Regions from separate parts of the Mus musculus genome. Here region 2 is linked to region 1. The links are chromatin contacts, called in public HiChIP or PLAC-seq maps. All regions are on one chromosome and are shown on one strand. Each heading gives the region's core, a stretch centred on a gene start, on an enhancer-like site or on the middle of the called end of the contact. The rest is flanking DNA. Distances are from core to core; before and after follow the strand shown.

The links. HiChIP or PLAC-seq counts read pairs in DNA pulled down with a chosen protein or histone mark.
Region 2: a contact with region 1 is called in an H3K27ac HiChIP or PLAC-seq map of T-cell acute lymphoblastic leukemia, with 2.8 times the contacts expected there. The contact joins two enhancer-like sites. A contact is called at or near these places in 1 of 39 promoter capture datasets (embryonic stem cells), 26 of 484 Hi-C or Micro-C datasets (the C2C12 cell line, the HL-1 cell line, cerebellar granule neurons and 9 more), 1 of 115 datasets of contacts at active chromatin or transcription factors (T-cell acute lymphoblastic leukemia) and 1 of 9 other capture datasets (embryonic stem cells).

The regions. Positions count from the first base shown.
Region 1 is chr2:173,434,524-173,440,749 of GRCm38.p6, reverse strand. No RefSeq gene overlaps it. Among named protein-coding and RNA genes, the nearest start is that of Gm14642, 43 kb to the right of the region's middle. Within about 2 kb of position 3,954, at least 68 of the 459 cell types and tissues checked have an H3K27ac peak or open chromatin away from gene starts, as enhancers often do. A contact at or near this core is called in T-cell acute lymphoblastic leukemia, where this site is marked.
Region 2 is chr2:173,538,542-173,544,767 of GRCm38.p6, reverse strand. No RefSeq gene overlaps it. Among named protein-coding and RNA genes, the nearest start is that of 1700021F07Rik, 19 kb to the right of the region's middle. Within about 2 kb of position 2,792, at least 12 of the 459 cell types and tissues checked have an H3K27ac peak or open chromatin away from gene starts, as enhancers often do. A contact at or near this core is called in T-cell acute lymphoblastic leukemia, where this site is marked.

The DNA of each region.
Region 1 (6,226 bases), core at 2,705-5,204:
CTTCACTCTCGGGTGAGATGCTAGCCACCTCTCAGAGCACTGTGTTTGAGCGTGACAAGGTTTGTAGACATGATGCATAGACAGGAGAACGAAGCACTCAGGAAGCCTGCTCCTTAACACTTTAATAACGACAGTGCTACCTTGGACTGGTCCTTTGTGCGCTTTTCAAACTTTCTACATAACTGAGGATGCTCGTTAGCTTCTGGTCCTCCCTCCTCCATCTCCTGAGAGAGAGTGGAGGGTACAGGCCTATGCCATCATGCCTGGTTTATGAAAGCGCTGGCTATCTAACCCCAGGCCTTGGGTAGGCAGGCACTCTGCCTGCTAATCCCATCTCCAGCCTGATGTGGCTCTTCCTGTACACTCCATCACCTCTGCGTTTGGATTCATCTTCCATCAGGGAGTGGTCTGTCAGAGTTGGGCACAACAGTGTGTCTTTCCATTTCCCGCAGGGCCAGAAAACCTTGCTGCAAGAAGGGACAGAGAGTTCAGACTCTGTGACCTGAGCAAGCTCCGTTACAGTCACAGGAGGCTGGCTACATTTTCAGTGTGATGAAAACCTGGGTGTGGAGCGAATGGGCAGGTGCGGTTGTGTTCTAATAAATGAGGGCCTGAGTCACGATTGTCATCTTCACAAGGATCCTTGGATGCATTCCTTATAGAGATGACAGTTGTCCCAGGCATTGGCAGCCATATGGGAGGTGCTGGGTACTGAGTACTTGGTTCTGCTCCACCTTCTCATCTGACTTTCCCTTCAGCTGTCTCAGTGAGGACAGCAGTGTGCTCCGGATGAGAAACCAGGTTTGGAGACGTCATGAAACCTCTCTTGTGTACCCCCGCAGTGCAAGCAGAGTGGGGACTGGGTGGTGCTGTCCTCAGCTGGCCTGTGTGGTCACCTCGGGGCCTGGGGTAGGCCCAGCCCTCTCCTGGGACCCTTTAGCTGTTTGATGATTACTTCCAACCCGTATAACTTGATTATGTCTCGGGGAACACTGAGAGAGACAGTCCACGGCTTGTTCCTGTGAAAACAGCCACCTCTACTTTGCAAAGTGAGAATCATGGGCAGATATGGGTAAGATAAACACAGACCTGGGGCAGCGGCTTGACTGGTAGTGAGCATGGCTGAGATCACCCCAAGAGAATGCTAGCAAATGGCAAAGTGGAGACATGGACTCAGAGCTCACAGGCAGAGTTCCAAGCATAAACTGAGTGTGATTGATGCCTGTAAGCTCAGCCCTCAAAGGCAGGCACCTTCAAGGTCATCCTTGGCTACATCTTGAGTTAGAAGGTAGCCTGGGCTACAATGAGGCCTTGTCTTAAAACATAAACAAACAAACAAGCAAACGCCTACTGCCTGTGCCTGGAGTGAGAGACAACTCCGTGCTTGAGGCTGTGTGTTTTCCTCTGTGTCTGGCTTGTCCCAGGCTTCTCAGCCAGGCCAGCGACGCTGATCAATGTTCCAGGCTCAACCTTCCAGAAACTTGGCCTGTCTGAAAAACCAGATGCAGACGGAGGAAACAGTGGCTCTCTGTGACAGTGCCGACTCTCCCAGGCTGCAGAGAAAGGGGACATGAACCAGTCTGTCTCTGAGGGAGCTGGTGGCCATCTGGCTAGTTTTGGCTCTTCAGCAGCCCGTGAGCTCTGGGTCCACGTCTCCACTTTGCCATTTACTAGGCTTCTCTGGGCGGAATGCCTCAGTCTCTTCATTGATACAATGTAGGCAATATATTTAACTGGATTTCCTAAGCATTCGTGGGCAGACTGCAGGGAGCTCTTCTTATCACCCGGATTTGCCTGTCAGCTCCTATCTGGCTACATGTTCTTGGGTCTATGCACACTGTGTGCACATGGGTGTACATACATGTATGCCTGTACACGCACACAGCCAAATTCCCTCTCGGCTGTTTCCTGGTGGCCACCATGTAGCTCTGAGTTCTGCCTACCAGAAACCTTTGTGCTTCTGTTTCTCAGACCTTGTGGCCCCCCTTCTCCCTTGGCCCCAGGCTCTATCCCTGTCCCTTGGTGGCTCTTTCCCAAAGGTCAACCTTGAGTGTCATTCCTCAAGCACTCCCCACCATATTTTTTTGAGGCAGGGCCTCTCATTGAACCCAGAACTCATAATCAACTAGACTGACTGGCCAGTGGGCTCCACGGGCCCCTTCTCTACCTCCCCAGTCCCGGGAGTAGAGGTGTGCGCTGATCCCTTGCCCAACTCTTATGCAGGCGTTTGGGATCAAACTCAGATCTTCATGCTTCGTGGCGAGTGCTTTCTGGGTTGAACCGTCTCCCCAGACCCAGCTGGTTTTCATATGTAAACGTTGGTGTCTGACTTTCCTTGTCCATTTTCAGAACAAGTGCATGGTGACCCTTGGTGACCACAGCACAGTGCTGACGATATGCCTGACAGAGAAAGCAGCCCAGGCTCTGAGGTCATGGTGAGGAGTCTCTGGCTGCCAGTGACATCACTGATAGGAGCATCCAGTGACATCACTGGCAGGAGCATCCAGTGACATCACTGACAGGAGCATCCAGTGACATCACTGGTAGGAGCATCCAGTGACATCACTGATAGGAGCATCCAGTGACATCACTGATAGGAGCATCCAGTGACATCACTGGCAGGAGCATCCAGTGACATCACTGACAGGAGCATCCAGTGACATCACTGATAGGAGCATCCAGTGACATCACTGATAGGAGCATCCAGTGACATCACTGATGTGAGCATCCAGTGACATCACTGGTAGGAGCATCCAGCACTAGGCTTAGGCACAGAGAAAGGGTCACCAGTCTGCCTCTGCCTGTAGGTCTCTGACCAGCAGGGACTCCTTTTAATAAAAGATTTATGAATTAGTTATGCATATCAGCGGTTGCCTGCACATATGTAAATGTCCCATGTGTATGTCTGGTGCTCACAGAGGCCAGAAGAGGGTGTTAGATCCCCAAGAACTGGAGTTGCAGGGAGTTATAAGCTGACACGTGGGTGCTGAGAATTGAACCCAGGTCCTCCCTCTACAAGAGTGACTTGCGCTCATCTCTCCAGGCCCCACAGGTGCTCTTGGTGAGTCCCCCACTGTCTCGGGCTGTAGAATTAAGGATGCGCAGTCCCTGGCTCAGATTGTTCTGTGATTGATTCCAAGTGATAGTCTCTGGAGAACAGCCCTGGTACTCAGTGAGTGACCCAGCTTCGGGCTTTGAATGTCCAGTACAATAGGAAAAGCGACTAGACACTTCTGCTTTGTACCTGCTGGGAGAGGAGAACCAACTGTCTCCTGTCATTAAGTAGGATTTCAGCTGAGAGAATTTCACAGGTACCTCTGACCCATGTGGGCAGGTTCTACTCTAGCTGTAGCTTGCTGAGTGGTCTTACCGAGAGAGCGTGTGGATGCTACGGGGAGCTTGCTGCGTCTACAGAGAGGATCATGCAACTGGTTCCACTCCTGTTTGCTCCGTACTATTATCATGAAAACATGCCAATTTTGCCAGGTGTTATCTTTTTTTTCTTAATACTTATCTGTGATTATTTTTTATGTGCATGCATGTGAGCCTGCATTTGCTTATGTACACCAAGGGTGCACAGGAACCTGTGGGGGCCAGACAGTATCAGGCATCCGGGAACTCTGTTCCAGGGGTTGGGAGCCACCATGCAGATGTTAGGGACTAAACCCAGATTCTCTGCAAGCGCAGCAAGCTCTCTGTACTGAGCCATTTCTCCAGCCTCCAGGAGTTTTCTTGTGTGGTGAGGGAACCCCCACCCCAGCTTTTCTTACCCTCGAGTCTATTGACATCTTGTAGTATGCTTTTCTCATTGGATCCTGCAATACTGCTGCTTACAAGTCGATGATGGGGCAGTGAGCTGAAATGCCTGGAATTACCCCTCCCCTCCAGAGACAGGGTGTCTGTCTATGTTAAATGCACCTTTAGTACTTTACCAGGAAGTGGTTGGCTCTCTCTCAGTTGTCACTTCCTGCTGTTTACATTTTTGTGGAGAGGAAGAAGTGAGAGCCCAGGGCCTTCTTGGGTCTCTTCTGAGCATGCACCCTCTGTCAGCACACAGCCATGAGGAACCTGCTGGAATTTGAAGTGTCTCCATGAACAGTTTGGTGGCTGCTGTCTTCCCCTGCTCTCCGCCTGCTTCATGGAGCTTCTCTTCCTGGGCTTTCTCCTAGGCTTTTTGGTTAGCTCATAGTTTGTTCAAAATGTGGTTCACCGGAATCCAGCGGGTGAATCCGTAACGTCTTACCGTTTCAAAACAAAACAAAACAAAACAAAAAAACAAAACAAAATCTTCCACATTAGGTCAAATGAAGGCAACCTTGCAAGTAGAGTCACTCCAGGACAGAGTAACTACAGTTTCCTGGTGATGAGGCACTGTCCCCTCAGGGAGAGGCCCGGCTGCTGACTCTAGGCTGGGTGATGAGAAAGCTATGGAAATGCATCCGGTTAAAATGCTGCCAGGCGCTCCACAGTCACTCTCTCCCTGGAATTTTGCAGATCTGTGCTGGATTTCCAGAAGCCTGAGAAAAGTCAATTTGGGCATCTTTGCTAGTTTTGTCATGACTTTTGCTGAATCGAGAATTCTCCATTCTTGCTGATATCCATGTGACTTCCTCGTAGTTTTAGCAGGGAAATCTGAGATCCCACCTGTGAGGGTGACACAAAGTTTCCCCCTTTAAAAAAAACTTATGTATGTTTAAAAAAAGAAAAAAAAAAGTTGAGAAGCCCAGCCTGGAAAAGCTCTGTGCATGATTCTAACAGCACGATGCTCTGGAAAAGGCGAAGTGAGAGAGATCATGGCGCTGTTAGTGACTGACCTCAAGGGGCAGGGGCAGCTTGTCTTCCCAGGAGACAGCCATTGGTAGGGGTGAGGGCCTAACCCCAGGGCACAGGGCACAGGGGCTGAAGATATAATTGCCATTCATCTCTTGATTTGAGAATCTGCCCAGTGGTATAGCCACTGGCATGGCTGGTCCCAAGGGAGTTTGGTTGCAGAGACCGACCTGCCAGGCTTTTGTGCTAAAGTCAGAGGCCCTTGATGTATTATTCAGGTACTGATCAATGGCAGAGGCAGATCCATTCTCCACCGGTCCTCCTGGCTGGGGGCCTCTGGTGTGTTAGAAGCAACTGCAGCTGTCTGAAACATCTGCTGAGCTGCAGCCTCAGCTCCAGGCCATGGCTACCAGAGAAACATTCGAACCCATGGCCTGCTTCTCAGGCTGCTCTGACCTCTGAGTCCTCTGGGAGAAGCGGCTGTTCCCAGCCTCAGAGGAAAGGAAGGGTGGTCTCAGGCTTCACCCATGTTCTGTCTCTGTGTCCAGAAGTAGCTGTCATCAAAGGGGGACGCACTTGGGAGTTAGAAATAGCTGTCAGGGACTTGCCAGACCCTCAGGGTGCAGCAGCTGCCTGAAGTCGTTGTTTGCTGCCCCTGGGCTGGGTGACTGTAGCTGAATCACTGAGCCAGATGAGACCTGTGCGGCTCACCCTCCTACGAGGTTTGAGTGCAGAGACCATGTGGCAGGAATTTTGGCCCTCTGTGCTGGGTCAGGCTTGGTCAGGCTGGGTCAGCTGTGGGGTTGCTTAGGGTGGGAAGCCAGGACCTCAGAGCAGAGCTGCAGCATCTCAGTTTCTGACATTGAACTTCCTGAGAGGTCGTGAGCGGTCCATCCCTCCAGGAGCACAGGCAGACACTGGCTTTCATGTGGTAGGTGCTGATACCACCTGCTAGTGCTTTGGACTAGTTACATTAATATCGTTATTAATAATAGAGGCTGGCATTTAATAAGCACACAGTATATGTCAGGTTCTGTTCTGAGTGTCTCAGTCTAGTTAACCCTCACCTGCACACGCAGATGCTGCTGGGAAATCTGCATTCCATGTCAGAGGAAACAGAGGCAGCTCTGAGGGTCCGTTTCACAGAGTCACACAGCCGCACAGTCACGCAGCATCTGTGCAGAGGTGGAATAAGGAAACACGTCTCGGGCTTCACACAAAGGAAAACAATGAGCTGAGCACCAGCATTTGTCTCTCTCTTTGTGTGTGTGTTCCTAACTGCAGATGCACGTGACTGTCACCTCACGATCCTGCTGCTGAGACCTCTGGCCAGGATGGACTGTACTTCAAGCCGAGCCAAAAGGAACCCTCCCTGCCTCAAGTTGCTAGTGTCAGTGGTGAGGTAAGCACACACAGCAATCATCAGTAGCCAGTCTCACTCCCAGTAGGCAGGGCG
Region 2 (6,226 bases), core at 1,543-4,042, 110 kb before region 1:
TGACCCAGGCTTTGAGGTACTGGAGTGCTGTGGGAGCCATGGGGAGCTGTGGGCACCTTGGTGACCATACTACCCCAGCTCTTCTCTTCCTGAGGGGTCCTCTACCCTCCAACCTCCCCAGTTCCCCTCTGCTCCTCATTGTCTCCATCCCCTGAGATCCCCCATACACTCTCAGCTCAACAGTGACCTCAGCAGGGGTCCCGAGAGGCTCTTTTCCAGAGCACAGCCCCTTCTCTTGCAGCTTCGGGTCCATGGCTGCTGGAGTCTTGTCTTCACAAGGCCAGCAGCTTTGTGGCTAGCTTTCATCTTGCTCTGGGACAGTGGCAAGAGTACTAGGAGGAGTGATTGGATGGGTGGGCACAGGCCTGGCTTCCCTTACACAGGCGTCCTTCCTGGGGGTGGGATGACCTGAGCTCTCAGTTGTGGACTGAGGATCTGTCAGTCGGCTGAAGGACTGGAACTCATGGACAGGGCCCCGCCTCTTGTAGCACAGGGAGATACGTTGGGGGTCTTTGAGCTGACTGTCCCATCTGTGTCCAGGGCCTTTCCCTTCCTGGCAGACTGGAGGTCTAGTCCTCCTCCTTCCTTGCAGGTGGAGATGGCCCTAGCCCCATCACAGTAGAGGCCAGCGCTTAGCAGGCCAAGGTGGTGAGCTTGTGAGTGTGGTTCTGAGATCTCCCTTGCAGGCTGAGGGTGCGTGGGGGAACTTGGGAGAGGCCGAGTTTTCTGTGCTTTCTTCAAGAGCCTCCCTCTGCAGGACATGGGGACAGCATGTGGTTGTTGAGTTTTGGCTTCAGGTTCAGGGCAGACATGGGCCTCACAGCTTTGAAGCAAGTCTGTGTATGTGAGCCAGGCCCTGCGTGCGTGATGGGACTGCCTCTTATTGGTGAACAGAAGAATAGGGAATGCTGGCAGCCAGGCAGGTAACAAGCCCGGCAGGTGGGCTTCCTCTCTGGTACCTTTCTCCCTTTGTGCAGTTCTACAAGGCAGACTGAGGGAGGAGGGACACAATGTGGAGGACATGGAGAGGGGGAACGGGGACAGTGACAGTGACGGCTGGCTTTTCTGTGGGTGTCTGGCTGGTGACCTTTCGGAGAAGTAGATTCAGAAGTGACTGCTATTTGTCGAGGTGCAGTTCAGAGACATCAGATGGAGTTGCTACCTCTGTGAAAAATGTCAGGCCCCTGCTGTCCCTGACTGTGGAAAGTGGATGCAGCAGGATCCAAGCTGAGATCTGACACCCCCTGAGGAAGTGTGTCCTCAGAAAACGCTCGCATGTCTACTCACTTGTGGAGATGATAACCAGTGGCCTGTGTGAGTGTGTGTATGTGTGTGTGTGTGTATGTGTGTGTGTATGTGTGTGTGAGTGTGTGAGTATGTATGTGTGTGAGTGTGTATGAGTGTGTGGGCATGTGTGTGAGTGTGTATGTGTGTGTGAGTGAGTGTGTGCATGTGTGCCTGTGGTATCCAGTGACCTATTAGTGTATGAATGTGTGCCTGTATGTATGTGTGTGTGTATGTACCAGTGTGCCTGTGCATACGCATGTGTGAATGAGTACATATGTGTGCACCTGTGTGTGTGCACACTGTCTTTCTTTCTCGCTAGACTCCTTCATCAGGGTTTTGTGGAATGGTCAGAGTAGAAAACAAAGTTTCAACTATTTTCTTCCAAGAAGTATTTTTGGGAAAACTATGACTGAGACAGTAAGAGAACTGGCACCAGGTTGGGGTAGGGTCCGAGGATTTGGTGGCTCTGATGCCTGGCCTTGCTTCCTCTCCAGAGCAGCAGAACCCTTTGCTCCTTGGCAAAGCCCTGAGGGGCTGAGCCCTGGTTGCCAAGGCCCTGCTGCTTCAAAGGCACTCTTTGGCTTCTGCCCCCAAGGCCATCTGTATAGATCGAACCCCGCAGAAATTTGTCACACATGGGTTTGCCACAGGCTCAGCCTGCTGGAGCTTCACTGTGGTCTCCTGTGCCTCGATGTGCCCTGATGTCCTGATGCTTAAACTCAGACTCCAGAGTCCCTCCCTGCCATTTGAAATGTGGAATAAACCCAGAATTTCTTGAGCAATAGCTGGTACACAGCAGGTGTGCATGGTTTACAGCAAGTGTGCATGGTGCACAGCAAGTGTTCATGGTACACAGCAAGTATGCATGGTGCACAGCAAGTGTGCATGGTGCACAGCAAGTGTGCATGGTGCACAGCAAGTGTGCATGGTATACTGCAAGTGTGCATGGTACACAGCAAGTGTGCATGGTTTACAGCAAGTGTGCATGGTACACAGCAAGTGCTCATGGTACACAGAAAGTGTGCATGGTACACAGCAAGTGTGCATGGTGTACAGCAAGTGTGCATGGTGTACAGCAAGTGTACATGGTACACAGCAAGTGTGCATGGTACACTGCAAGTGTGCATGGTACACTGCAAGTGTGCATGGTACACAGAAAGTGCTCATGGTATACAGCAAGTGTGCATGGTACACAGCAAGTGCTCATGGTACACTGCAAGTGTGCATGGTACACAGCAAGTGTGCATGGTGCACAGCAAGTGTGCAGTCAATGCTGGCTCTGTCTGTCTGTCTTTGATAGTGACTGGCCAGGGTGCACATCCAGATTCCTGGAAGCTTGGCCTTGTGGAAATCCTGAGACTCTGGGGAGGAGCCAGGTGCAAGTCCTGTCTCCCCAGCTGTGCTGAGGAAAGGGCCCTCTGGGCCCTTGGGGGAGTGTGTAGAGGGCGGCGGTGGCAGCGGCAGGACATCAGAGGCCTATGGTGAGATCAGGCTGTGTGCCTTCCTGCAGGAGGGTTGCTGGGATGGCTCTGTGGTCTCCAAGGATCACAAGCTGTCACCTGATAAGAGCCCTGCCCTGTCAGCCATCTCAGCAGTTACTCATAGTGCCTTCTGCAGAGAGCCACAGAACCTCGTCTTTAAAGAAACTAAAGCCCAGAGCTACCAGCAGGGGCTGCAACCTTTAGGGCTGGAGGTCAAGGACAGGACAGGGACCTTCATATGTCTCTCAGATGCCCTTTGAGGGAGACTGAGTCTCCAGGAGCACTGGCCCACTGCAGTGACTGAAGTAACTCTATGAGACCCTAGTACCTGGTCCCAGTGCCCCAGCCCAGCCTGGCTCCCTCGAACCCAGCCTCATCTGAGTAAGTGGAAGGGATACACAAACCCAGGCCAGCCCCCGGTTAGTGACCACCACCATTGTCCAGGGATGGAATTAAACACCAACTGGGGTAGTTTTGGATGAATGCTAGATACAACAGAGATGCCAGTGGGCAGAGAGGTCAGGATCCCTTTGGCAGACGCCGTTGATGGAAGGAGGAAGGTCTTGATGCCATAGTCTTTGCTGGGTGTGGTTCTCTACAGGAGGAACAGAGAGGACCTATGCCCACCATGACAGCTTACCCACAGAGTCTGGCCCTGGGGTCCATTTCCCTGTGCTCAGGTTTTCCCATACTCATTCTCTGGGCTGGAAACCCTTCCCTCTCCTTCCCTCTTGCCTCTTCATACCCATGGGTCCTTGCATCCTGCCCCCTTTGGCTCCTCCTTTCCCTTGGCTCCTTCCCTCCTCTTCCCCCCTTACCTATGCCCAGCACTTGTGGTTTGGTTGAACATCTCCACCCCTGTCCATCTTTCTCCTCATCTCCCCCCACTTCTCTCTCTCCTCATCCCCCATCTCCCCCCCCCCCCAGGGGAGGTAGAGCTGTGCTGCTTGCAGCTGACCCCACCCCCCACCCCCACCCCAGAGCTGGTATGGCAGGGTGTTCTGGAAGGGTAGGCAGGTCCCCAAGTCCCCAGAAGAGCTGCCGCAGAGGGGAAGATGGTGGGTGGTGGGGACAGTGGCTTCTCCAAGGACTCAGGGACACCCTGGGGGCGACTGGGAATTCTTTCCAGAACACCAAAAAGTCAGTCCTCTTCAAGTGTGCTGCTGTTTAAGGGGATATCTTTATTTGGGATGTTTACAACCATATTCCTATGAATGAAATTTCCCAGGGATGGTTAGCTTTGTCCATGTGACACAAGCTAGGGCCATGTGAGATGAAGGAACCTCGACTGAGAAAATGCCTCCATAATCTGCCTGGAGGCAAGCCTGTGGGCATTTTCTTGATTGATTAATTAATGACTGATGCAGAAGGCCCAGTTCCCTGTGGGGGTGTCTTCCCTGGGTAGGTGGTCCTAGGATGTATAAAAAAGCAGGCAGTGTAAGGCACGAGGAGCAAGCACCCCTCTGTGGCCTCTGCTTTGAGTGTCTGGCCCCAGGTCCCTGCCCCAGGTTCTTCTCTTGCTTTCCCTGATGGACTGTAACCTGTGAGCCAAATAATCCTTTCCTCCCAAGTTGCTTTTGGTCATAGTGTTTTATCACAGCAAGAAATCAAGCTAATATTACCCATGAAGAAGGGGTATGTGCTTGTGGACCCCAGAAGGTTCACTTCAAGCCTAGTGCGGAGAGACGTCCTGTGCAGGGAGGTCTGGACCACAGACTCACCTTGTGGACATCTCACAACCTGAGTCTGGGCCTGAGCTCCCAATTCAAACATCTAGCAGGAAACCAAACACAGCCAGTAGACGCACACATTTAATATTTCTCCGAAAAACCCCTGAACCCGAGAGAACAGCCCAGCCCACTGTCCCAAATGTGCAGCCTGGCGAATTTTTGTAAGCGACACACAGCTGGGTCCCCAGGGTCTTGATTAAGAATAGAATGTGACCTGAAGTGCCCTCTCTCTGAACCCCTCCCGGCTGCCACCCTGCAGAGACCCCAGCCTGACTCCGGCAGGTCGATGCTGTCTCCGCACTTGATATAAATGGAAGCAGACAGTTCGTTCTTTTCCGTGTCTGGCGTCTCTGGCCCCATGTTCTGTGGATTTATTTTTATCTTCAGTCCAACCATCGCAGGTTTCCTGAGGCTGGGAAGGTTCCCACAGACAGAGGCTTCGGATGCTGATGGCTGGCTGACTGAGGGAATGACCGGCTGACCAACCGGCCTCAAGGGATGATGGGTGGCTGAAGCTGGGGCGGCAGCTGAGCCAGGAAAACGCTCGATCGCCATGCAAGCTGAGCCTGGTGCTTCTGATCCCAGTGCTGGGCAGGAGACAAGGGTATCCCTGGAGCTGGCTGTTTAACTTATTTGGTGAGTTCTAAGTCATTCGTAGCCCTTGTGTCAAACATCCAGATGAATGGCACCGGAGGACTCCTTGTCCCTGGCCTCCACACTTACAAACACAGATGCACACAAGCACAAAGCACACAGGGGAATAAGCACACACAAGAACAAGTATACTCATGTGACTACACCACATACACACACACACACACACACACACACACACACACACACACACACACACACAGTCACACAGACACACACAGCTTGCAGGACTGATCAGGAGTTCTTAGGCCTACCATAACCTCCATCACACTTAACTGGCACATGATGCAGGCGACATGTGTCTTGGAACTTGGAGGATATCTGTGGGGAAAATTGCTTTCATATAACACAGAACCATTTACAAAGTTCACCCTGCACAAAGTGGCCACTTGACAGAGTGGGACTTGGCATTACATGTTCACAACAGCTCAGGGTTCTCATTACCTATTCTCAACATCATCACAGCCTTCTCTCTCTCTCCCTCCCTCCCTCCCTCCCTCCCTCCCTTCTCTCTCTCTCTCTCTCTCTCTCTCTCTCTCTCTTTTCGAGAGAGGGTTTCTCTGTGTAGTCCTGGTTGTCCTGGAACTCATTCTGTAGACCAGGCTGGCACTCTGAAGTTCCCGTGCCCAGGCAGCCTTGATGCCCCCCTTCCCCCACCCCTGTTGTTTCTGTCCCGGATTCACTTTCTCTGGGCATTTCACTACTGAGGTCCCGGGACAGGAGGTCATTGTGTTTCCTTGTGTCTTGTCTTAGGTGCTTACCACCTGGACATGTGTGTCATTTTTTTTTCCCTCTTCTTTTGGCTTCTGGTCACTTTAAGGCATTTTATTTTTAAAGAAGTGAGAATTGCTGATGGGTGTGAAAAACACTCCTCTCCACCCCTTTTCTCATCCCACCCCCACCCCCACCCTAAGGGCAAACTGTCAGAATTAGTCTTCCACAGAGTTCTGCTTTTGAGTTGGGAATTGTTTGACAACAGGGGAATCTACAGTTCCAGGTGACTCGTCTTGAGGGGAAGGCAGAGTGACGTGTGTCAGGAAAAATCATCTTCAGGCAAGTCCGCATCCCTAGGGC